Linked DNA regions of Gossypium hirsutum: region 1 is linked to region 2. The links are chromatin contacts, called in public Hi-C maps. All regions are on one chromosome and are shown on one strand. Each heading gives the region's core, a stretch centred on a gene start, on an enhancer-like site or on the middle of the called end of the contact. The rest is flanking DNA. Distances are from core to core; before and after follow the strand shown.

The links. Hi-C and Micro-C count contacts between places; a contact is called where the count stands out from the background.
Region 1: a contact with region 2 is called in a Hi-C map of leaf, with 2.7 times the contacts expected there. The contact joins the promoter of LOC107917929 here to the promoter of LOC121228175 in region 2. A contact is called at or near these places in 3 of 34 Hi-C or Micro-C datasets (leaf and petal).

What each region holds. Positions count from the first base shown.
Region 1 is chrA01:33,499,400-33,505,367 of Gossypium_hirsutum_v2.1, forward strand. LOC107917929 (protein FAM135B) reads left to right here and starts at 3,019. Exons shown (of 16, transcript XM_016847348.2): 1 at 3,019-3,228; 2 at 3,543-3,934; 3 at 4,006-4,091; 4 at 4,519-4,673; 5 at 5,104-5,168; 6 at 5,286-5,480; 7 at 5,676-5,733. The coding sequence starts at 3,759. LOC121223056 (endo-1,4-beta-xylanase 5) reads left to right here. Exons shown (of 11, transcript XR_005920428.1): 6 at 191-277; 7 at 466-555; 8 at 698-752; 9 at 864-961; 10 at 1,242-1,299; 11 at 1,458-1,727.
Region 2 is chrA01:33,345,867-33,351,572 of Gossypium_hirsutum_v2.1, forward strand. It overlaps LOC121228175, which reads left to right and starts at 3,528. Exons shown (of 2, transcript XM_041111429.1): 1 at 3,528-3,644. It overlaps LOC107917116 (a long non-coding RNA gene), which reads right to left. Exons shown (of 2, transcript XR_005925708.1): 1 at 5,342-5,706; 2 at 4,070-4,820.

The DNA of each region.
Region 1 (5,968 bases), core at 1,769-4,268, 150 kb after region 2:
TTTCCAGTGTATCCATCGCCTAGTGAGCAGTCAGCAGCTGACGATGCTCAGAAGCAAAAGCTGGATGATGCCGACAAAAAAATTACTATTTTCTTATTCCATAATTCTATTCCTTTTAGTGTTGCTAAATCCATGTATTTGCATGTTGAATTTTATATAAGCAAATTAAGTGATCAGTTTACTAATGCAGGGAAGAAGCAGATGAGTTGTGCCGAACTCGGGAGGAGAAAGATGACAGTTCATGCACTGCCTCAGAAATGTTTTTTGAGCTGTTGATGTATAAACATCTTCCTTCTTTGAGCTAAATACTATTTGTTGTTTACTTATAAGTGATCTTTGAGCTGTTACCAGTAGTAATTTAGATTCTTGGTCTCCAAAATGTTGGTGTATAAACAATCATGAGAAGGAAAATGTTCGTTTTGCAGCCAACAGAAATTTCATGGTTTTTATGTTTATTGATTGTAGGCTGTCAGAAAAGATAATAAACAACAGTTTAGCCTTCTTGAGGAAAATGGGGAGCTTCTGATACGTGCAAACCAAGGCCACACCGTCATGGTGATGAATCTTTCTTAAAAATTTATTAATTTCTTCATGCTTTATCTGAATTGTCACCTTAGATTATTTTTAGCTGTTGTTTTGAGCATCTTTATTTATGTCTATGCACTTCTAAGGAAGATATTGTATGTCACGTTGGCAGACAGTTGAGTCCGAAAGATTATTAAAACAAATCCTTTCAGCTGATGAAGTGCAATGTAAGAACATCATGTCTCTTAGATTTATGGACTTTCTTTATGCCTTTTATTTTGCATAATCCTCTTGATTTTCCCTGAGATGATTGTTTGCGTACATGGAACCTATAAAAGGAATTTGGAATCAATTTTGGAGTCGGGTTTGAAGCGCATGAAAAGATTGCATGTTCACTTTTCAAGTGGCTTACCGACTGACGGTGAAGTGATAAGTGGTGAGATATCATGAAATTTCTCTTTACTGTTCCTCTGAACTTTGACATACGAACTCCTTCATTTTACTCTCTATTTTTAATATGCCAGCACGATATACGTGACAAACTGCTTAGGGGTGTTATTATGCTTGTTATGAAAGGGGATTACTAAGATGCCGATATATAACGTGAATTTTAAGCAATAATGGGAAATGACAAGCACTAATCGGCATAAATTGAGTTTTAGTGAATCTAAATGCTGTACAGGGCTTATGATGATTTGTTCTTTTACCCTCTTCAGGTATGAGATGAGATGTTAAACGTTTTGATCTATCTTGATGTTAGAAAAGCTTTGGAAGGTAAGCATGCTTGCAGTTATTGCTTCGGTTCATAGAATCATGAAAGAAGCAAGTCATCTTTCTCACTTTTCTTTAGAGTGTGGCCGAACATATATTGATTTGTTCTTGCCAAACTACGGTTCTTAAGTTGTCTTCGCTTGTTTTCTTGATGACTGCAGAAGGCATGAAGCTTTACATTTCAGACAACAAAGTGATATTGACTGAGGGTTTTGATGGGGTGGTACCTGTCAAGTGCTTTGAGAAAATAGAATCATGGCCAGACAGAAAACATATACCTTTCTCAAATGTTTAAAATTGAATGATGAAATGATCAGCTTTTTTTTTTTTTACTTTCTTTTAAACCTGTGTGATGACAAATTTGTATTTATAAAAGATGACCACCATTCATATTTGTCCAAGTCGATTACAATAAGAGTACATTTTATCTATATAAATTGTTAATCCAAGTCTGTTCAATCTTTAGACAAAATGAACCTTGCTAAACAAGTTATGCGTGCAATTTAGTTGGAGAGGTTTTTTGTTAGCTCATGTAAAACTTTTGTTGGTTAAACTATTAGAAATTCAAGAGCAAATTGGGTCCTCTAATATAAAAATAAGCAATTTAGTCCTTATATGCTTCGTTTTGAAGCAAACAAGTAACTTTTGAATAGTTTTAATATTTTTCTTATCTAAATGCTCGTGGAAAAAATTGAAAATAAATATGTCTAAAAGTTTAATCATAAAAAATCCATCTTTCTACAGAAAATATAACAAAAAGAAGAAGTTAAAATGAAAGAAGAAAACAACATTGAAGACCAAAATTGCTGCAATTCAAATCTAGAAACAAAATTGAAATTGAGAAAATAAAATTTACGTTCTAAATTTTAGAGTTTGAAATTGTTGATGCACAAACAATAGAATCCTAATTTTTCAATGGACAGAAAATTACTGATGAGATGAGTTGAAAGGTGCTTTACGGTCGGAAATGGAATACATAATTGGGAATATGAAGAAAAACCCTAATTCATTATGTTGTTAAGTAAATTGAATTTGGGTTGTTGATGGTAAAGTAACAATCATAAAATCAATATTCAAAGTCAAGTTCAAATATTTTAATATTTGATAGAAGAAATTTATGAAGTTTGTTGATACAATCATTAGAATATTTAATACTAAGAATTTTATTAAATTATATATTTTTGTTAAATTATATTTAATCATAATTATTTTAAATTATATTTTATAGTATAATATATTATGATTTTAGTAAATTCATATAAGAATATTTAATACTAAGAATTTTATTAAATTATATATTTTTGTTAAATTATATTTAATAATAATTATTTTAAATTATATTTTATAATATTATATATTATAATTTTAATAAATTCATATATTCTATTAAATTATATATTTTTATTAAATTATATTTAATAATAAATTTTAATCATTTATTAATTTTGTAATTGTTAAATAATTTTAAAAACTTCTATTATATATCATTTTTAATCTAATGTCCTTAAAGGTCATTTTCTATTTTCACCTCACCGCTACAGCTGCGTTTGAATCCAAACACACACTCCACCGTTGTTTCTAATCTCACCGCTACAGTATCCAATCTCACCGTTACAGTAACTAATCTCACCGCCACTGTTGTTTTTAACCTCACCGGAGCTAAACACACCGCCCATCCAAACTAAACCTAAATATCTTACCTTCTACAAAAATTTAATTAATAAAAATAAAATAAAATAGTAACTTCATTTTTTCTTAAAAAACGAAACCAAAATAAAGATCAACGTATTCCACCAGATCTCTGTATTTCATTTCCATTTCTTTTAGTATTTTTATATTTAATTTTCTTTCTTTATCAACCTCCCCATTCATCTGTAGCTATAACACCAAAAAGCCTGCAAACCCTATCTCTATTTGTAGATCTGAGCCCAGGTTTGTTGTTTTTTTGTTTTTCTTTTTCCTACTTTTTTTGGTTGCTTATCATTTTTATTTGGATTTATTTTATTTTATTTTATTTTATTTTTAAGGTTGTTAGTAAACTTGATTAATTTTATTCTGAACACTGTTAGTTCCATACTGTTAATAATCTCAAAATGTTCTTATTTGGTTCTTTTAAATTGCAATGTTCTCATTATATAGCAGCCTTTAATGCAATTCCTTAAAAATTTATGCTGTTACTGATTTTTGGAATGATGATTTTCTTTTTCAACATTTTGAATTTTTTTTTTTGGTTCCTCCTTTTGCAGCTATTTAGCCTTTGCATTGTACGAGGAGAAATAAAGACAGTGGGTCGTATAGAGAGAGTTGTTAGTCTTGGTTTTTTATGTGAGGGTGCATTGTTCTCTGATGATTGTATGACAGTCAAGGGTATATGGTTTTGAGAAGGACCCTGGATTTTGATACTTCAGAGCGAAAAAGTAAAGAGGGATGCAATATTTGTGGATACTTGATTTTGATTACATATGTTACGTCGTATTGCGTGGTTAATTGGTTTCAATAATAAAGTCGAACAAGCGAAGAAGTTATCCAATGCAAAACCGCAACCGGCTAAAGTACAGCCGGCTGTCATGTTGGATACTATCCAAGAGATTGCAATTTACATCCATAGGTTTCATAACCTTGATCTTTTCCAGCAAGGGTATGGAGCATTTTTTATATTTGGTTTACTATGATTTGTGCGTATTATCCTTATGTTTTGTATTTGTTTAGATGGTATCGACTTAAGATTACTATGAGATGGGAAAATGATCAGCAAACTTCTATAGGAGCGCCTTCAAGAGTCATGCAATATGAAGGTAAATTGTTAAAATTCAGTTGCTTTTTTTCTTCTAACGTTTGTTACCTATTTGCCTCCATTCCTTTATAAGAAAAAAAAATATAAAATAATTTTCTTAAAGTTAGAAAGTTTCTATTTGTCATTATAGTCAGAACATTATCTCATTAACTTATAAAATGTTTCCAGTATTGCTATATTCAGTCATTTTGTATTGAAACCAGTCGCTCTAGAGACCTAAACTGGAAAATTGCAGTTTACTTTATTGGGAAGTGCCACTTCATAATAGAAAAATCTGCTATGTTGTCCAATTAATTGATCAAAATATTTTCTATGCAGTTGAAGCAAATACATCTGAAGTAGGTTACATGCTTAATTAAAACCCAGCATTGATTTTTGTCTTTAGACAACATTCTTTTTTTCTTAATAAGACTAGGAAAATGTTGCAGCTCCAAATGTTGGTTCTGATGATGTATACGGAGTGTGGAGGATTGATGACACTGACAACAGTTTCGCAACACGGCCTTTTCGAATCAAATATGCGAAACAGGATGTTCTTCTATCTATCTTGGTTGCATTTCATCTACCCCTTACTGAGAACGAGGCAGGAAATCTCTCTTTATTTTCCTGCACATACTCACATTTGCACACAACTCTCTTTTTTAGCAGTTGATTCAACCACATACGTTGCTAGAACTTGTGCAGCTCTTAACCTGCCTGTACCACTGATTCACATATTTTCATTAGTAAATATACGGCCTAATGTCAGTCTATCATAGGTTTGATGCTTTACTCTTTTGATATCAAATGATGCTCAAATCTGTAACTCCAACCATATATTGAATGGAAATGGCATTGGATGTTCCCAAAAGTTGACTCTTACCAGTGTTTTCTTCAATTGATTCTGGTATTCATGGAGGACATCCATAGAATCTTTCCTACCATGATTGGTTTGGCTATTGCCGAGCCATTGAAGGTCAATATCTATATTCTCTTATAACCTATTATGGTGCTAATGTAGTAATATCTAACAGGGCCCTTTATCATCAGCTGTCATATTGAAGTTTGAGCTTCTCTATTCTCCTGTATTGGAGAAAGGGTAAGTTGATAAATCCTGTTTTCATTTTTATATGTGCATCATTTCACTTACCTCTATATTTTTTTTTTCTTTTCAATTTAAAAGTTCTCATAATTAACTGAAAACTGCTGCATTCAGTTCTGAGTTTCAGCCTTCTTCAGATGGTTGCCCTGCTGCAGTTCATGAATTTCGTATCCCTCCTAAAGCTCTTTTAGGACTGCATTCCTATTGCCCTGTTTATTTTGATTCATTTCATGCTGTTCTTGTGGATGTAAGTGTTCACGTCTGTCTCCTAAAAGTTGGTTCTCGCAAGGGCGCAAAGAAAGTACCCAGGTTTGTCACAGATTCTAGAAACAGCAATGCTAACTTAACAGGACTCATATTCCTTTCATCACCCTTTTTGAACCTTCTTTTGGGGTGGGGTATTTCTTGGTGGAATGAAAGAGAAAGGGAGGGGCGGTCTTGGTTATAAAGTAAATTGTGCTATGTTGACACGTTGTAGTAATTTGACCTGTTGAATTATTTCAGCGTTCCTTATAGTGCCCCCAATGCTGTTGCTGGTGAAACTATCGACGGATCTAGTCAGGTTTGTTCTAAACATAGGATAATAATAAACAGTAACACATCTCTAATAGTTTAGTTATTTGTTTGAGCGGTGGAAACTGTGGGTATAATACGTTGATCTGAATTTATGAATATTATGAGGCTTTATTATTTACGATAATAAAGTTCAAAATAGCCATTTTTAGTTTTTTGGGTTTAATAATGTTTTTTCTTGTGGATTTACATGAGCAATAGTGGAAATCATCTTATATCTTCTT
Region 2 (5,706 bases), core at 2,278-4,777:
AACAATAGAAGCTAACAGTCTGTAACTCGGTTATAAAAGCCGAAATATTTCATTTGTAATTTTTTTACGCACACAAGCAAATCAAAAAAGAGAACTGAAGTTTAAAAGGTGTTTGTTGGTTATTTTCTAATTTTATTTTATTTTCTGTTTATTATTTTTTTTTGCAAATCTATTTTAACAAAAAAAAAACATAAATTAAAAAGCGAATGAGTCTAAAAGGGCATACCTAAGGATTGGTGCTCCACCGTTGTGGGTGACTGAGGTAGCCACCTCCGATGAAAGGTGGTCAAAGTCAAAGGGTCTTTCGTTTGTTCGGGGAATTTTTGTTCGAATATTAGAATTTTGACCTCAAATCAGACTTAGGGAAATCAAAACGGCCTTAAGGACCTCTTTTTTGAAATTCGGCTGCCGTATACGACGGCCACCATTGCCGACGGCTGGTGGCCGGAGTGGACGGACGGTGGCCCGACTGGCCGGAGAAAAGGAGAGGTTGAGAGAGGCTGAGAGTTTTTTTTTCTTTCATTTTCTTTTTAGAGAATGGGCTGCAAATGAAAACTTTTAAAAAAAATTTGGGCTTAAATATGCAGCATGAAACGGCACCGTTTCATTCCCTCCCCGCAGATGCCAAAACGACATCGTTTTTGGGGGGGAACCCGTAACCCAACCTGATTAGTGGGGGATCTGCGTGTTAAGGCCCAAATAGGCTATTTGCTATTTTAATCCTTTCGATCTTCTTGTATGTTTTAATCTAATCCCATTATAGTTTGATATGTTTGAGATTTATCTGCATAATTTATTTTTTATTACATTTGGGTCCTATATTGAAACGTCGCGCACAGGGGTTGGGGAATAATTACCCAGTTAACCCCTGTTCCTTCGCGCGTGTTCTATTTTAGGCCCTGCTTCCATGTTTTTGTGTTTTTTAGATGTGGCCCATAATTTTAACCTTTTTTAATTCAATCCTTACCCTTTTAATATCAAACTGTTTCATATATTTTACTTATTATAATTTTTTTATATTATTTATTTGAAATAGTGTTATATATTATTTATTTTAGACTTTTTACATATTAGTTCATTTAAACTGTTTTATGTATTATATATTTAAAATTACTTTATAAATTATTTATTTCAAATTGTTTTATGCTTTATTTATTTTAATTTTTTTATATATTGTTTATTTTAAACTTTTTCATAAATTATTTATTTTAAATTGTTTTATTATTATTTATTATGTATTTTAAACTATTATCCATTTTAAATTTTTTATATATTATTTATTTTAAACTGTTATATATATTGTTTATTTTGAATTATATATATATATTATTTTTTTAAACCGTTTTGTATATTATTTATTTTAAATTTCTTTTTACATGTTATTTATCTTAAAACTCTTTTTTTTATGTATTTTAAAGTGTCTATTATATTATTTATGTTAAATTTCTTTGTATGTTATTTATTTTCATTTCTTTTACATATTATTTATTTTAAATTGTTTTATACTATTTCTTCAAATTGTTTTATATATTATTTTGCTTCGTTTTCTTCGATTGTTAGTTGTGGTATTAAAATGGTGTATTATGTGAATATTGCCATTATATGCTCTAGGAATTATTTATTAATATTTTCATATTGTTGACATTCATTAACATAACATTTAATTCATGTATTATTATTCATGCTCTATATTACCTTTTTATTTTATTTCGTTTAAATTGCATTGTGTATTAAGTTCTATTATATTTATCCAATATAAGCCGTCATATTTTACTCCAACTAAATAGCACCTATCGTTCCGGTTTTGTAATCACTATTACTCAAAAATTTAAAAAGTGAGGCAATGTTCCATTTTTTTGAAAATTCGAGAAGTCATACCCTAACTTATGGAGTTTCAATTTTCTCATTAAATCTAAACAACCGAGCATCCTTCTAAATTTAAAATACCTAACTCTTAAATAAAAATTAAAAGCAAACTCATTCTCGAGGGCTCAAATGTCGCATCCTAACTTACGGGATGTGGCATATTGTTATCGCGGGATGAGTGGGGCTTTGATGTTCGTTTCATTTTAATTCAAACATTTTTAAAATTAACATTAATAAAAAGGGGATTGTATTTTAAAATCTTTTCAAATTTTCAATTTTTGACATTAAGACGTTGATGAATCAATTAGGTACCAATTTTGGGCATAACGAGGGTTCTAATCCTTCCTCGCATGTAACCAACTCCCGAATTCGTTTTCTCGAATTTCATAGATCAAAATCGTTATTTTAGTAAATCAAAATATTTTATTAAAACGACCAAATTACTAGGTGATCCGACCACACCTCAAAAAAAAATCGGTGGCAACTCCTATTTTCGTTTTTAAGTATTAAAGTTGACCCCTTTTAAAAAAATGGTTTTCATAAACACTTTTCAAAGTAATAAAAATAATTATTATATTGATTTATCCAAAGTAGGTGGCCTAAGCCTCTAGGCTAATACATTGCTTTTGAAATACAAAATAAACTAGTTTATTTTAAAAAAAAACCTTAATTATCTAAGATAAATAGTTTAAATTTTAAAAAAAAACTTATTTATCTAAGATACAACCTAAAAAACTAATTTAAATTCAAAATATTTATTTATCTAAGATAAATAAATAAAATAGTTAAAAAAAAGAGACTATTACACACAAAAAATATTTGTCTAATTATTACAAATAGTGTCCAAAACTCAAATATACTTGGATCTCATGTAAAATGTCGTTCCTATCCATACTTGTATCGTTATCCATACTTGTATCGTTCTCCCCTTATTCAAAAAGATTTGTTCTTGAATCTTAGACTTGCTTTAACAAGCAAATTTTTTGTTGTAGGTGGAGTAATGTAATTGAGTTATCCACCATAGATCTTGAATTAAAAAAACATCATTGGACAAATATGAATTATGGTTAGAGAATTCTTATAAACAAAGCTCTAGTCATTTACTTTCTTCTTCATCACGAAATACATGTTCGCTACCATAAATTTTACAAATCTCTTCTTTAACACAATGTCTCTTTAGTAACTTCAACATTAAATTTGGAACAAGATGTTATCTCAACCCTTGTTTGAACAATTACATTTTAGGTCTTTTTCACCACAATATCCACATTTTAGAAATTGCTTATGAAGAACTCATGGAAAAGGCTTCTATCAACTTTTGGTAATTATCCACGTATATCTTCTTTTGTTGGTTAAGAGATTTAGGGCTCTTTTGGTTTGGCTTTTAACGTCAGTGAGGTGCAGTTGGGGTAGCAACCTCACTGATATATTATTTGGTTCAGCAACACAGTGCAGTGAAAGTTGATTTCAACCACACCGCTATGCGGAAAAGGAGCTGGAGGTTTCAGCAGCAATTGAAGGCAGTGGTGTAGTAGGTATTTTTAACATATAAAAATACCCTTGCTTTTATTTATTATTTTACCATTTTATCCTTAAAAGTTAAACTAATTTCTTTCCCAACCTTATTTTTTTTTCAGATTTGGGAAGAAAACAGTCGTTTTGTTTTTTCATATTTGATAACTGAAACAGTGATTGAACCTGGTTTCTCCCCTCTTTTTTGCTTTGTTCTTGGTTGTGGCTACTACAAAACTGAAGTAAGCAAGATCAAGTGTTTCCAGGTATGCCCACTTTCTTCTCTCTTTTTTTCTTGTCTGAATATAAACTGTGTTGAGTTTGCTCAAAATGAGCTACAATGTCATATCTTGTTATTGCTTGTAACTAGTAGCTTGGATCTTCACAATTTTGGGGTTTCCTGAAATCCACGACTTTTTTGGGGTATTATTTGAATAAGACTCTGTTAAAAGTTGAGAAGTTTCAAAAAAATGGGTAAATTGCATGTAATTTGTTCATCTTTGGGAAGTTTTACAGATTTTTGTAAAGATTTTGTGATTTCTAAGTTTCTGTTGAAAGTTGGATAAGGTTAGCCATTTCAATTTGCTTTTGGTTATTGGATGATAGGAAAGGCTAACTTTGGTAGGGTTGACTCATTTTAGTTTTAACCAGAGTGACCATAAATGTTGGGAAATAATGCAAAATTTAGTTCTTGAAAGGAACAAAGAATAATGTACTAATTTATAAACCACCAGCATTGGAGCCTATGGGAAAAAAACAGCAAAGAGATTGAAACAAAATCAATCTAAACCCATTTGTGAAACAAAGAATCTATGGAAAATAACAAAAAGAAAAGCAGAACAAGTAAAAAGAAAAAGAGAACATACCCGTTTTTCTTGCATGGTTTTCTGATATGAGTAGACTATGAACTAATGTATTAGATAATACTTGATGCTTTAAAACCATGATTATAATTCCTACAAACCCTGAAAAAATAACTGTTGACCCAGAAATACCAAAAAAGAACCATAGGGTGGTCCAACTGACCAGTTTCCCATTTGCCATGGAGAGGATTTTAGGGATTAAGGTGTCGACGATGATAATCCCGTAGGTTTGGAGGATAGATTACCTTGTCTTTAAAACCCCTTGAAATTTACCAAACCGAACATACCAAGGTGATGTTTTACAGGTCCCATCAGGTTGTTCAACTATAATTATATCAGCAGCACCACCAAAGGGATGAAATGGACCAGACACAGTATAAACGCCACGAGACATATAGCTACCTAGTCTCCCCACAGCATACATCCTCTTCCCTTTGAAAATTCTAAAGACACACCCAGATCTTCAGTTGAAAATTCAACCATAATTTAAAATCCCAATCCCAAAAGATTGCCTTTTTGTCAATTGGGATTCTTCAAATCTCACTCCAAAAAGTATAGAACTTACAATTCTGCAAATACCTAGATTATAAAACTCAAAACCAATAAATAATTCAAGAACACGATCAATTAAAAAAATGCTTTTTCTTAGCTAAAGAAAAAATAACGCACCAGTTAGAAAGTTACAAAACTGATGAACAGAGCAATAGTGAGACAATAACGTATAAATTTGGGAATTGTTCAACGCTCAGTGAACTCCACAAAAAAGAAACAAGAAAAACATGAATCAAAGCAAACCAAACAAGATTAATAAAAAAAACAGCTGAGAAACTCTGGGTTTTTTTTCTATTTTATAGTATATTTCTCAATTGTAAATTCAAAAAGAAAAAAGAAAAAAAGGGATTTGAATACTTGATTGAACCAATCAAAATAAAAATAAATAAATGGGGAAAAAAGAGGGCAGTTGATAGAATTAAAGCATATTCGTTCTTTTGATCATTAGAATGTATCCAGAAAGAAACAAATTATATCATTAAAAACCCAACAAATAAAAATTTTTAGAAAAATATATATAACAAAAAATTAAAGAAAACGAAATGAACCTGGGAAAGTTCAAAGCTTATAGAGTGAGGCTTATGAGCAAAATAGAGAGAGATTTTGTATATTAGGTGTGTACCTCGGAAATGTTGAGACTCGAGTGAGTAAGAAAAAGAAGAAAAGAGATTAACAGCGAAAGTTCATTTTGCTATTCTAAGTAAAGAGTCAAATTATGGTTTTGGTCCTTCTCTTATGCTCAATTTTTGTGCTTAGTCTATATGCTTTCTTTTAAGGGTAAACTACACCATTAGTCACTAAACTATGGGTAAGTTTTCGTTTTGGTCCATTCGTGATGTATTATTCTTATTTTTTATGAAACTATATTATTATATCTAATTATATATTTATGGTTTTATGTCGGTTGACATTT